Linked DNA regions of Mus musculus: region 1 is linked to region 2. The links are chromatin contacts, called in public HiChIP or PLAC-seq maps. All regions are on one chromosome and are shown on one strand. Each heading gives the region's core, a stretch centred on a gene start, on an enhancer-like site or on the middle of the called end of the contact. The rest is flanking DNA. Distances are from core to core; before and after follow the strand shown. Region 1 overlaps Gm34439 (a long non-coding RNA gene). Region 2 overlaps Gm2762 (predicted gene 2762).

Region 1 (4,958 bases), core at 2,119-4,618, 320 kb before region 2:
GCCAACATCTGTACCCCCAGCATCTGCACCTCCCAGCATCTGCACCTCCCAGCATCAGTACTGCCAACATCTGCACCTGTCAGGATCTGCACCCATGCCCACCTCAGGACAAATCTAGAGACTCAAATCCTTTTGATAGCTTTGCTTTGCTTTGTTTAACACCTGTCTAAGGAGAGATGAAAGAATCCTCTTTACAATTAGACCAAAAACTGGGGATGGAGAGGGGGTGGGGTGTTACATACCTTGAAAGCTTTACATTCTGCTTAAAACATTATATCCTCATGTTTAAAAAATCTACACATGAGTTGGACTCTTAGCTTGTTTAAGTTGCTAAATGAGGCCTGGACTAGCAGCCTGCTCTTTGACTCTTTGGGAACAGTAGACTTCATTGGAAAGACCCAGATACTTCACATCCTGTTTCATCTTAGCTCTGTCTCTAGCTTATATTCTCTACCCATTTCGTGCCTTACTCTCCTTGCTTCTCTGATGTCATTTAGAGTCACGCTAGCCAACTGTGAAGTGGGGGAGGGAGCACTGCCTGTTTTTACCCACGGGTCCCTAACGTGCTTTCCTGGTGCACTTTCTGCCTCTGTGCTTGCTGGGGACGCTCACGCATCTGCACACTCTTCTGCTCTTTTCTCCATTCTGTCCATCAGGCATTTGCAACATCCTACTATGCACTTGTTTATGGGGCAAACTCTGGGGGCTCTCCAGACGAGTAAGACGCAGAGGGGAGGCAAGAGGAGGAGAGCTTTTGATAAGACACTCAAGGGCTTTTTGTCTGGCCTTCGCCATTCTCCAGCTGTAGGACCTTGGCTTGTGTAACAAGCCCGAGATGGGATTTGCTTATCCCTAGGCTACAAATCTATTGCTGGCATTTAAAATTACTATGTATCTGGTGTTACTTGAGCACAGTGTTAGATATGTAACTTTGTTACAGCATCTGCCCTCCCAGCTCTCTACACCTAGCAGCCATCCCTCAGCATCCACCGGGCTTGATTTCAGGACTCCATCTGACCCTGAACTTTGAGAATAGTTACATAAAGTGGCATCCTATTTGCCTATAACCTGTACGATGTTCTCCTGTATCCTCATTGAAACCATACTTGTCCTACGAAAAAGCCCCAACACACATTGTTTTAGTGACTTTTTCATGGTTGCCCCCAAACATCTGACAAGAAGGAGGTAATCGAAGGAAGACTGACCTTGGCTGATGGGTTTGTGGACAGGGAGGTGTGGGGATGCCACCTCCTGACTGTGGTGGGTGCTCCGGGCATGGCTTCCTTGCATCTTTACAGACCAAGAAGAAAGCTCCACCAGAAGTGGGTCTGGGCTTTAACCATCAAGTTCCTTTCCTACCAGTAACCACTTCCCCACCCCAAACAGCTCCCCAAACACCAATTTGGGAAAAGAGTTCTGAGAATAGCTCATTTTCAGGTGGTAACAAGCACAAATGCAATCCTGGAGGTTGTTAAAGAGTTTTAGTTAGAGAATGACAACAAGAACTAATCTCGGTATTAACACATTTTTTTCTAGATATTTCAAAACAGAATTGTTGAAGATGCTGGACTAGTGTATCTAGGAAGCTGACCACACACCTTAAGAATATCATGTCCATTAAGGGATGAGCCTCGGACAGCACGATGCTCCACAAAGTATTCTTTATTAACGTGAGGTGGGTTGGGGAGTCGGATCAAAGCCAAAGAGGACAGGCTAGAATGTTGTGACTCATTTCCATGTGTGCATGTGCTATGCATGTGTGTGTGTGAATGTTCACATGTATGTGTCTCTACATGTGCATGCATGTGCATGTGTGTGCATGCATGTGCTCATACATCTCTGTGTGCATGTGAGTGTGTGTGTGTGCGCTCACGTGTGTGTGTGTATGTGTGTGTATGTGTGTGTGTGTGTGTGTGTGTGTGTATGTACGTGAGTGTAGAGCCTTAGAGTTGGTGTCTGTGTCTTCCTTGATCAGACTCCACTTTATTCAGGGACAGGGTCTCTCACTGAACATGAAGCCTTCCATCTCTGGTTTAGGTAGCCAGCTGGTCCGAGGAATACCCCGTCTGTGCCTCCTGGGTGCTACCACTGCAGGCAGCCACCATGCCTGCCCAGCTTTTATGTGGGTTCTGGAGATCTGAACTCCTCACCCTTGTGTGACAACTGCTTATCCACTAAGCCATCTGTCAGGCCCCCAGATAGCTGTGTTTGGGTATGAGGTGTGGAAGACGGGAGGGCTCTCCATGGATGTCTGAAGGGCTGAGTACAGGTCCCAGATGGGTGCTGCCTGTGTCCTGGACTACCTGCCCTTGGGGGTTGCAGGCGAGGTGACATGGAATCAATGACACAGACTCTAGGAACAGATGAGAAAGGCTGCAGCAAGCGCTCTGAGCACTTGAGCTTCCATTGGTCCCAAGAAAGCATCTCTTCTAAACGGCAGTTCCCAATTGGCTGACATTGTCTGCATCAGAAATCCTTGGTCTCTCAGGCAGTCCTCAATTAGGTCCTCCTGCAGGAGATGCTTTTGCAGCTGGGTGGCCCCGACCATTCCTGCTACAGATGGGGATTCTAGGGTCTTGCTGATGAGCGGATTGTTTTCTTTGTTGCTGGTTACTGTTGTCATTTTGTTTTGTTTTGTTTTGTTTTGTTTTGTTTTGTTTTGTTTTGTAATTGTCAACTTGACCCAAGCTAGAAAGAGGGAACCCCAGTTGGAAAACCACCTCCATCAGCAGGTCCTGTAAACAGGCCTGTGGGAGCATTTTCTTAATTAATGATTGCTATGGAAAGGCCCAGCTCTCCCCTGAGCTGATGGTCTTGGAAGGTGTAAGAGAGCAGGCTGAAGAAGTCATGGGGAGCAAGCCAGTAAGCAGCACCACTCCATGGCCTCCGCACCAGCTCCCGCCTACAGGTTCCTACTTTAGTCCCTGCCCTGACTTCCTTTCATCATGAACTGACTAGAAGCTATAAGCTGAAATAAACCCTTTCCCCCTTATCTGTCAAGAACAGTGTTTATTACAACACTGGTGAGCAAGGGCAGAAGAGTCTCATGCAATGAGGGAAGAACTGGGCCACCTGTGGGGTGTGGAGGGAGGGGCTCAGTGCAGGGTCTCAGATGGTGGCCTTCAGGCATCCAGGGGGGCCATGTTTGGCATGATTCTGATGGCTGGGAATGCTTGAGGTTTATTAGGAAAGCAAACACCAAAAGACATTTTAAAAAAATCATATCAGTTTCCATATAATGCTAAACAATGTGTTCCTGATTGCGGGGCTAAGATCTTTCAGATTTTCTAGTGTAACCAGGAGACCCCCTGGGAGCCAGAATGAGTTCTCCTTGGTGATCTACCCAGATTATTGTCTGGTGTAGCCAGACCCAGGCCTCTACCGCCATCTACTGTGCAGGTCCTGTTACAAACATTGTTTAGTTTGGCAAGAGACACTGTGCTTCAAAGGGTACCTTAAACCTGAAGGCCAGGCCTTTCTTTCTTCCCCAGAGCACCACAGTATGACACAGCCGTGCATTGCTTAGCAGTGGAAAGCCATCCTCAGGAAGCCATCATTAGGGGCTTTACCGTGGAACTATGACAGCACTTAGGCCTAGCAAGCTACCCATGTAAACTGTGCAGTCTGTTATGTGGGCAAAGCCTGGCGCTCCTGGGTCAGTGGTGAACTAAACCACTTATGACCAAGCCAAGCAGGAGAGAAAATGGTATAATCGAAAGTCATTGAAAACAACAGAGGTGTGAAGCCACTGCTCTTATATCATTTGACTATAAACTTTGTTTTTTAATAAGTGAAAGGAATTTAAAAAATAACACTCTAAGACAGCAATAGAAAATATAATCAGTACATGAACTAGTGACCCTGTCCCTCGGTGCTAAGTATCATGTACTGTCTATAATTGTGCTTGGTGTATTTACAATTGGTTGCTCACTAGATTTGTTTACATTAGTGTTGCCATAGAAACGGCCACCATATACATAGTTCATTACTGACCAATATCTTTACAGCGCTCATGACTATTCATTCAGTTTCAGCAGAAAGCCATGCTTCAAAACAGGAAAGCATCATGCTTAAGGCTACAGGGCGTGGGGATGTTTCTGGTCTCAATTCTATGTAACTCTCAAGTCCTTCATCCCACTTAATGCCATTATGAATTGAAGAACCCGGGCTATCACATCCACCGCCTGCCTTCTCCATTCCTGGTCCAGCTACTTCCTCCTGAACGTCACCTGTCCTGAGTCATTGCCCATCTGTTTGCTTCCTCGCCCAACGTCTCCGCATCCCCACCGATCCCCATTTCATCTTCTTAGGGATGACACCTGGAAGCTGAGTGGGTGATGGAAGCCTAATTCTGGAGAGAAGAGAACAGCAAAGAAGACAGGAGGGTGATAGAGTGAGGATGACAAGCCCTTGCAGGGTTGACAAGGTTTGCTCAGAGATAGAAACACCCAGTTGCTATGATTTTAGAAATGGCAACAATTATCTCTGATTTTAGAGTTGCTACAATTGTCTCCGCTTTTTCTTAGGCGATGAGAAAACAAGAAGTAATTTCCCATGTTGGGGAATATGTGGCAGAACTGGAAACCAGGCCAATGTCACCCAGAAAGCTGTAGCTCCAGATGGCAGGGAGCCCAGCTGGTAGAGAAGTGCCCTCTGTGAATCGTGGCTGGCATCCTTGCCTCAGGTAGAGCAGTGGGTCCTGAGGGCGACTGAATAGGAAGTAAATGGCTATCTATATCTTTATTCTAGAAGCACGAGGTCTCTATCTGTCCATTAATATTGCATTTGGTTAACGCAGCATACTTAATGCACCTAAGATGGGTAAAATTCACTTTAAAGGGTCACAGAGAGAGGATCCCAAAAAAAATTTTTTTCAGCACATTTAAAGGCTGTAACTGTTGCTCTGTCTGCAGCAGGCTTGGTACAATAGTAAGAACAGCTGTGTGTGTGCAATGCTT
Region 2 (5,213 bases), core at 282-2,781:
CTAACTTTCTTCATTGAATACTATAGTGCACTAAGTTTAACGGTGCTCACGAAGTACTAGAGCCAACAGGAATATTCAGTAAAGCCGCTAACTCTGGTCTATGTCTCCTGGTGAGGTGGCAGCCTCTCGTGGAATCACAAGTGGACACCGCCCACTTGGGGACTGATTCTCTGTTGACAATGGGCCCTGAGAGGCCCATATGCAATGTCCACACAACAGCGCTTAGCTCTGGGGGTTGCTGTGAGACTACAGGAAGACAAGAGGCAGCAGATGTTTCACAGTGCTTGACTTGGAGAGAAAGCCCTCACTGTATAGTGTGTTTTGTGCCTGTTAGGACTCATCTTTGGGATAGATGTACGACTCTCTCAAATGGGCAGGACCAGGGCCTGATGGAGCATGATTGCAAGACGGGACTTCGCTGAAGACCAACAACTAAAATTTGTTAGTTTCCCTGGTGCCTAGATGGGAGACAAGCTGAAAAAATGTCAGGGTACAGGACCACAACTGGGCAACACCACCAGCCACCTCATTTTGCAAAAGCTAGCTGGGGAAAGTAGAAGTTCTAGCAGTTTCTCTAGTATAGGTGAACAGATCTGTCACCCTTCCTCAGTCTACCACAGAACTGGGTACATGTTGCACGGACAGAACAAACTATAATGATATGTTTTTAAAAATAGAAATTTGTTCCTTACATTTCTGGGGATGTAGGTTCGAGGCACTAGTGTGTTTTGGGAGAGGGGCTGCTCTCTGCCTCCAAGAGTCTCCTTGTTGTCATATCCATAGCTGGAGTGCGTGTCCTCGGATGGCAGAAGGGAGGGGAAGGCGAAAGGGCTGCACTCCTTCTTTCAGGCCCCTTTATTAAGGTGCTAATCCCATCCTTGGTGGAGAAGGTGCTAATCTCATCCGTGACAGCAGAGCCCTGAGGCCTAATCACTGTCAAAAGGCTCCACCTTCTAATCCTGTTGTAATGGGGATTAAGTTTCAACAGGAATCTCTCCAGAGGAGAAGACACAGACATTCAAACCATAGCCAGCCCCAAATAAGCACGGCATGAGTTAAGATTCTACAGTCTCTCCCTCTCTCCCCCTCCGTCCCCATCTTATGACATGCTGTCTGATGAGAGTCTGAAAGGGTGGAAGTGAGCCGTGTGCCAGTGGGGATCATAGAAACAGAAACGCCAGCGTCAGGAATCTCAGAGCGCAAAGCCTTCCCGGCTCTGAAAGACAGCGAGAGCCCCCCGGTCCCGAAGACTTCCAGTCTGTGCTGTGGTGTGGCTTGAAGAGGCTGTCTCATCAAAGACCCTTCCAACAAGCATTTAAAATCATCCATCCAAAAGATAACTAAATCGTGGCCATTCATTCCTCTGAACCCATCAACGCTTCGATGAAAACATGTATTTAACTGGGGAAACACTGGGCGCTCACTCTCGCTGGCCTCTTGTTCCCTTTTCTTCTCTCTTCCATTGAGGGCTCAAAATGTTATGATTCATTTCAGCCTGCCCAAAGCAGCAGTGAATTACAGACCCCAGAGTTCCGACCGCAAGGGGTCCTGGGTAAGATTGCCACCACCACCCCCGCCCCCATCCCAGCGTTCTCTCTGCAGCCAGCTCTGTTTGTTCTTTGACTCTTTTGATCATCATTTATAACAGTAGCCAAGCAGAGGAAATTAAGCTTTTGTATTTTCAGCTAATCCATGACCCTGGATAATTTGTAAGAGACATCTATGTGTAGTTAAAAATAAGACTCCAACTGTTTGGGGGTGGGGGTGGGGGTGGGGGAAGGATCATAGAATGTCAGCTCTGAATGGGAGGACCGAAAAGCATGTGGCATCCTTTGGGGAAAATCTGTTTAGTTTAACTCTCTCCATTGTAATAGAGAAACTGAGGCTCAGACAGGAAGGAACTGCTTGCAGTCATATAATAGAGTCTGTGACTATATGGAGATTTAAATGTGGGATTTTTAATTTTCTGTGAAGATGATATCTCCGTGCATGGATACTTCGATTCTGCAGTTTGGTCAGGTGGATGGTCCATCTGTTGCACTGAATCCATCAGTAAAATGGCACCGTTTTCTTTTCTGTGCCTTTAATGGAGCAGTTACAAGGAATAGAAGGATCTGAGTTGTGAGTCCCAGATATGTGTCTTTGCTGTGCCTTGATCTCCCGGTGTGATGGTGGATCCCATAGGTCCCTTGTGGGCAGAGAGACTTAACTGTGGTAAGGTTCTCTCAGTGTGTTCGGTCCCCATGAAACGGGCACTGTTCTATTCTTTCTGGTCCTCCATCTCTTCTGCTTGAGAACAACTAGAAAACACCATGCTTGTAAGTGCCAGGGACTGACCTTTCTTTTTTAGCTTCCTGTGCAGTGTTGGAGCATCCACTGGAAGACACCAAATAATGAAGATCAAAGCCACTGAGATGTGACAGCAGATCCTGCCAAGTAAACCCATGCCACCCTAGGAACTGTCACTCATGGTTTGGAAATTTCCTTACCAGCAAAATTAGGTCAAAATTCCTTTTCTCTCAGCTGCCTATAAATGTCTCACACTTTTAGGGACAAAAAAAAAGAAGAAGAAAAAGAAGAAGAAGAAGAAGAAGAAGAAGAAGAAGAAGAAGAAGAAGAAGAAGAAGAAGAAGAAGAAGAAGAAGAAGAAGAAAAGAAGAAGAAGAAGAGGAGGAGGAGGAGGAGGAGGAGGAGGAGGAGGAGGAGGAGGAGGAGGAAGCATCCAACTTTCCAGCAATATGTCGGACAGATTTGGGTGGAAAAAAAAAAAAAAGAACTACAAGTCACTAGGAAACTGGGAAGAAGATATACAATGGTTTGTCCTCTTTTCATCTGAAAATGAAGCCCATCCATGCAGGAAACACATTCCCCAGAATGAGGAAACCGACCAGTGAAGGAGGCACCGTGCACAGGGCCTTAGCCTGGAGGCTCCTTGCCACTGTGCATGGTTTCTAGGCTGGTACTGTGATGGAGATGATCTGAGATGGTGCATCAGCCCAGACTCTCCACCCCGATGCCACACCTCCCTGACAGAGCTCACAAAAAAAAAAAAAAAAAAAACCAACAACCCTCAACCCTAAGCTTCCAAAAGAGCAAAGGAGCCAGCCGCTCACCCCAGAAGACTGGGCCTTGGGAGTTTCCTGGGGGGACGGGACTCGGCTCGCAGGAGAAGTGAGTCTCACATTAGGATGCCATAGGGCAAGAGAGAGGGAGAAGAGGGAGAAGCAGTGAGGAAGGACGAAAGCCCCAACTTTAACTAATGAAGGGCGGATACAGGAAAAGTGTTACATCTGCCCACCGCTTTGAGGGTGAGAAAACCATTTGAGTGGCTTGGGGAGGAAGTGACCCCAGTGCCCACGGAAAGTCATGCACAGTGCAGTGTTTGCCTAGGGAGTAGCAATGCTGTGGTCACTCAGGACACAGCATTTTTTTTCATTAATTAATTAACTTATTCACTTTACATCCTGATCGTAGCCCCACCCTCCTCTCCTCCCAGTCCCATCCTCATAAGCCCCTCCTCCCCACTTACCTCAGAGAAGGGGAAGCCCCCTTCCCCACCCTAGGACATCCAGTTGTAGTAAGCCTACGTGCATCCTCTCCCACTGAGGCTTGACCAGACTGTCCAGCTAGGGGAAGGGGATCCAATGGCAGGCAAACAGAGTCAGAGACAGTCCCTGCTCCAAATGTTAGGGGACCCACATGAAGATCAAGCTGCACATCTGCTACAAATGTGTAGGGAGCCTAGGTTAGTGTCTCAGTCTCTGTGCACCCCCACAGGCCCAAGTCGGTTGACTCCGCAGGTCTTCCCGGTTTCCTTGACCCCTCTGGCTTGCTCACTTCTACCCACCGCTCTGATGCCCGAGCTCCGTCCGCCTGATGTTTGGCTGTGGGTCTCTCTGCATCCGTTTCATCCACTGCTGGATGAAGCCTCTCAGAAAACAGTTATGCGAGGCTCCTGTCTGCAAGCACAGCAGAGGATCATTATGAATATTGGGGCAATCTTTTAAAATTAAAATAGCCATAGTTTAGGGGGGAAGAACATAACGTGTGTTAATGCTATTAAAAGTCACTTGTGGGTGAAAGGTGGGGATATTGGCTGATGCTCATACCCAGTCTACCTGTGTTACCAGAGAGGGCGAAGGTGAGAGTCACAGAGTACATGTGCTGTGTTTCCTGAGAAGAGCATCACAACTTCTACCAGACAACCTCCAAGTCCACCTCAGGTCTTTGAGACTAAAGAGAGAGGGTCACAGCCAGCTGCAACATTGGCCACTGTCCCTACACAGGCTCCACTGAGCAAGGCTTGTTTCTTAGGGTCATTCATGGGGCTGCTGGTCCTCCCCCATCCTAGGGCTCTGCAATTTCTCTCATGGCCACCTTCTTTCTTCTTCTTCTTCTTCTTCTTCTTCTTCTTCTTCTTCTTCTTCTTCTTCTTCTTCTTCTTCTTCTTCTTCTTCTTCCTCTTCTTCTTCTTCTTCTTCTTCTTCTTCTTCTTCTTCTTCTTCTTCTTCTTCTTCTTCTTCTTCTTCTTCTCCTTCTCCTCCTCCTCCTCCTCCTCCTCCTCCTCCTTCTTCTAGATTTATTTATTTATTTATTTAATATATCTGAGTATACTATAGCTGTGTTCAGACACACCAGGAGAGGGCATCGGATCCCATTACAGATGGTTATGAGCCACCATGTGTTTGCTGGGAGTTGAACTCAGGACCTCTGGAAGAGCAGTCAGTGCTCTTAACTGCTGACTCTCCAGCCCCATGGTCATCTTTAATATGCTAAAAAGATCAGTGCCTCCCCTTCCGTTGTGTGAGTTCTGGGGACGGAAGTCCGGTCATCATTCTTAGCAGTCAGTGCCTAAACTTATTTCTGCAATAGAAGAATTCAGAAATCAGAACAAAGTCAAAGGTTCTCCATAGACAAAGCTATAGGTTTAATATTCAGTTTTCAAAGTTCTCCACCGCATCAGTGACATGGTGTTCTCCAAATTCTGGAACAGAGCCAACCCCCTTGACACCCAGACCCTGGGCACTGCTGTGGTATTTTGTCTCCTTTCTGAACAAGACAATGACCACTGCAGGAGTCTCAGGCCACTCACTGGGTGTCAGGGTCTGTTCTGGATCCTTACGATAAATGTGACTTCTTTTGTGTCTAAAGTTGTCCTGAGTAAACACCAGCTTTCTGGGGGCTCTTCTCACTGGCCTCTGGCAGTTCTTGCC

What was found. HiChIP or PLAC-seq counts read pairs in DNA pulled down with a chosen protein or histone mark.
Region 1: an H3K4me3 HiChIP or PLAC-seq map of embryonic basal ganglia shows a contact between it and region 2, with 5 times the contacts expected there. The contact joins two enhancer-like sites. A contact is called at or near these places in 8 of 484 Hi-C or Micro-C datasets (the AML12 cell line, cerebral cortex, differentiating embryonic stem cells and 3 more), 12 of 115 datasets of contacts at active chromatin or transcription factors (craniofacial prominence, embryonic basal ganglia, embryonic forebrain and 7 more) and 1 of 9 other capture datasets (embryonic stem cells).

Annotation. Positions count from the first base shown.
Region 1 is chr13:53,777,776-53,782,733 of GRCm38.p6, reverse strand. The region is part of intron 1 of Gm34439 (a long non-coding RNA gene); the gene reads left to right. Among named protein-coding and RNA genes, the nearest start is that of Gm34439, 7.5 kb to the left of the region's middle. Within about 2 kb of position 3,368, at least 3 of the 459 cell types and tissues checked have an H3K27ac peak or open chromatin away from gene starts, as enhancers often do.
Region 2 is chr13:53,451,264-53,456,476 of GRCm38.p6, reverse strand. It overlaps Gm2762 (predicted gene 2762), which reads right to left. Exons shown (of 8, transcript NR_037991.1): 7 at 3,848-3,959; 8 at 847-2,376. Among named protein-coding and RNA genes, the nearest start is that of Gm33763, 7.5 kb to the left of the region's middle. Within about 2 kb of position 1,531, at least 14 of the 459 cell types and tissues checked have an H3K27ac peak or open chromatin away from gene starts, as enhancers often do.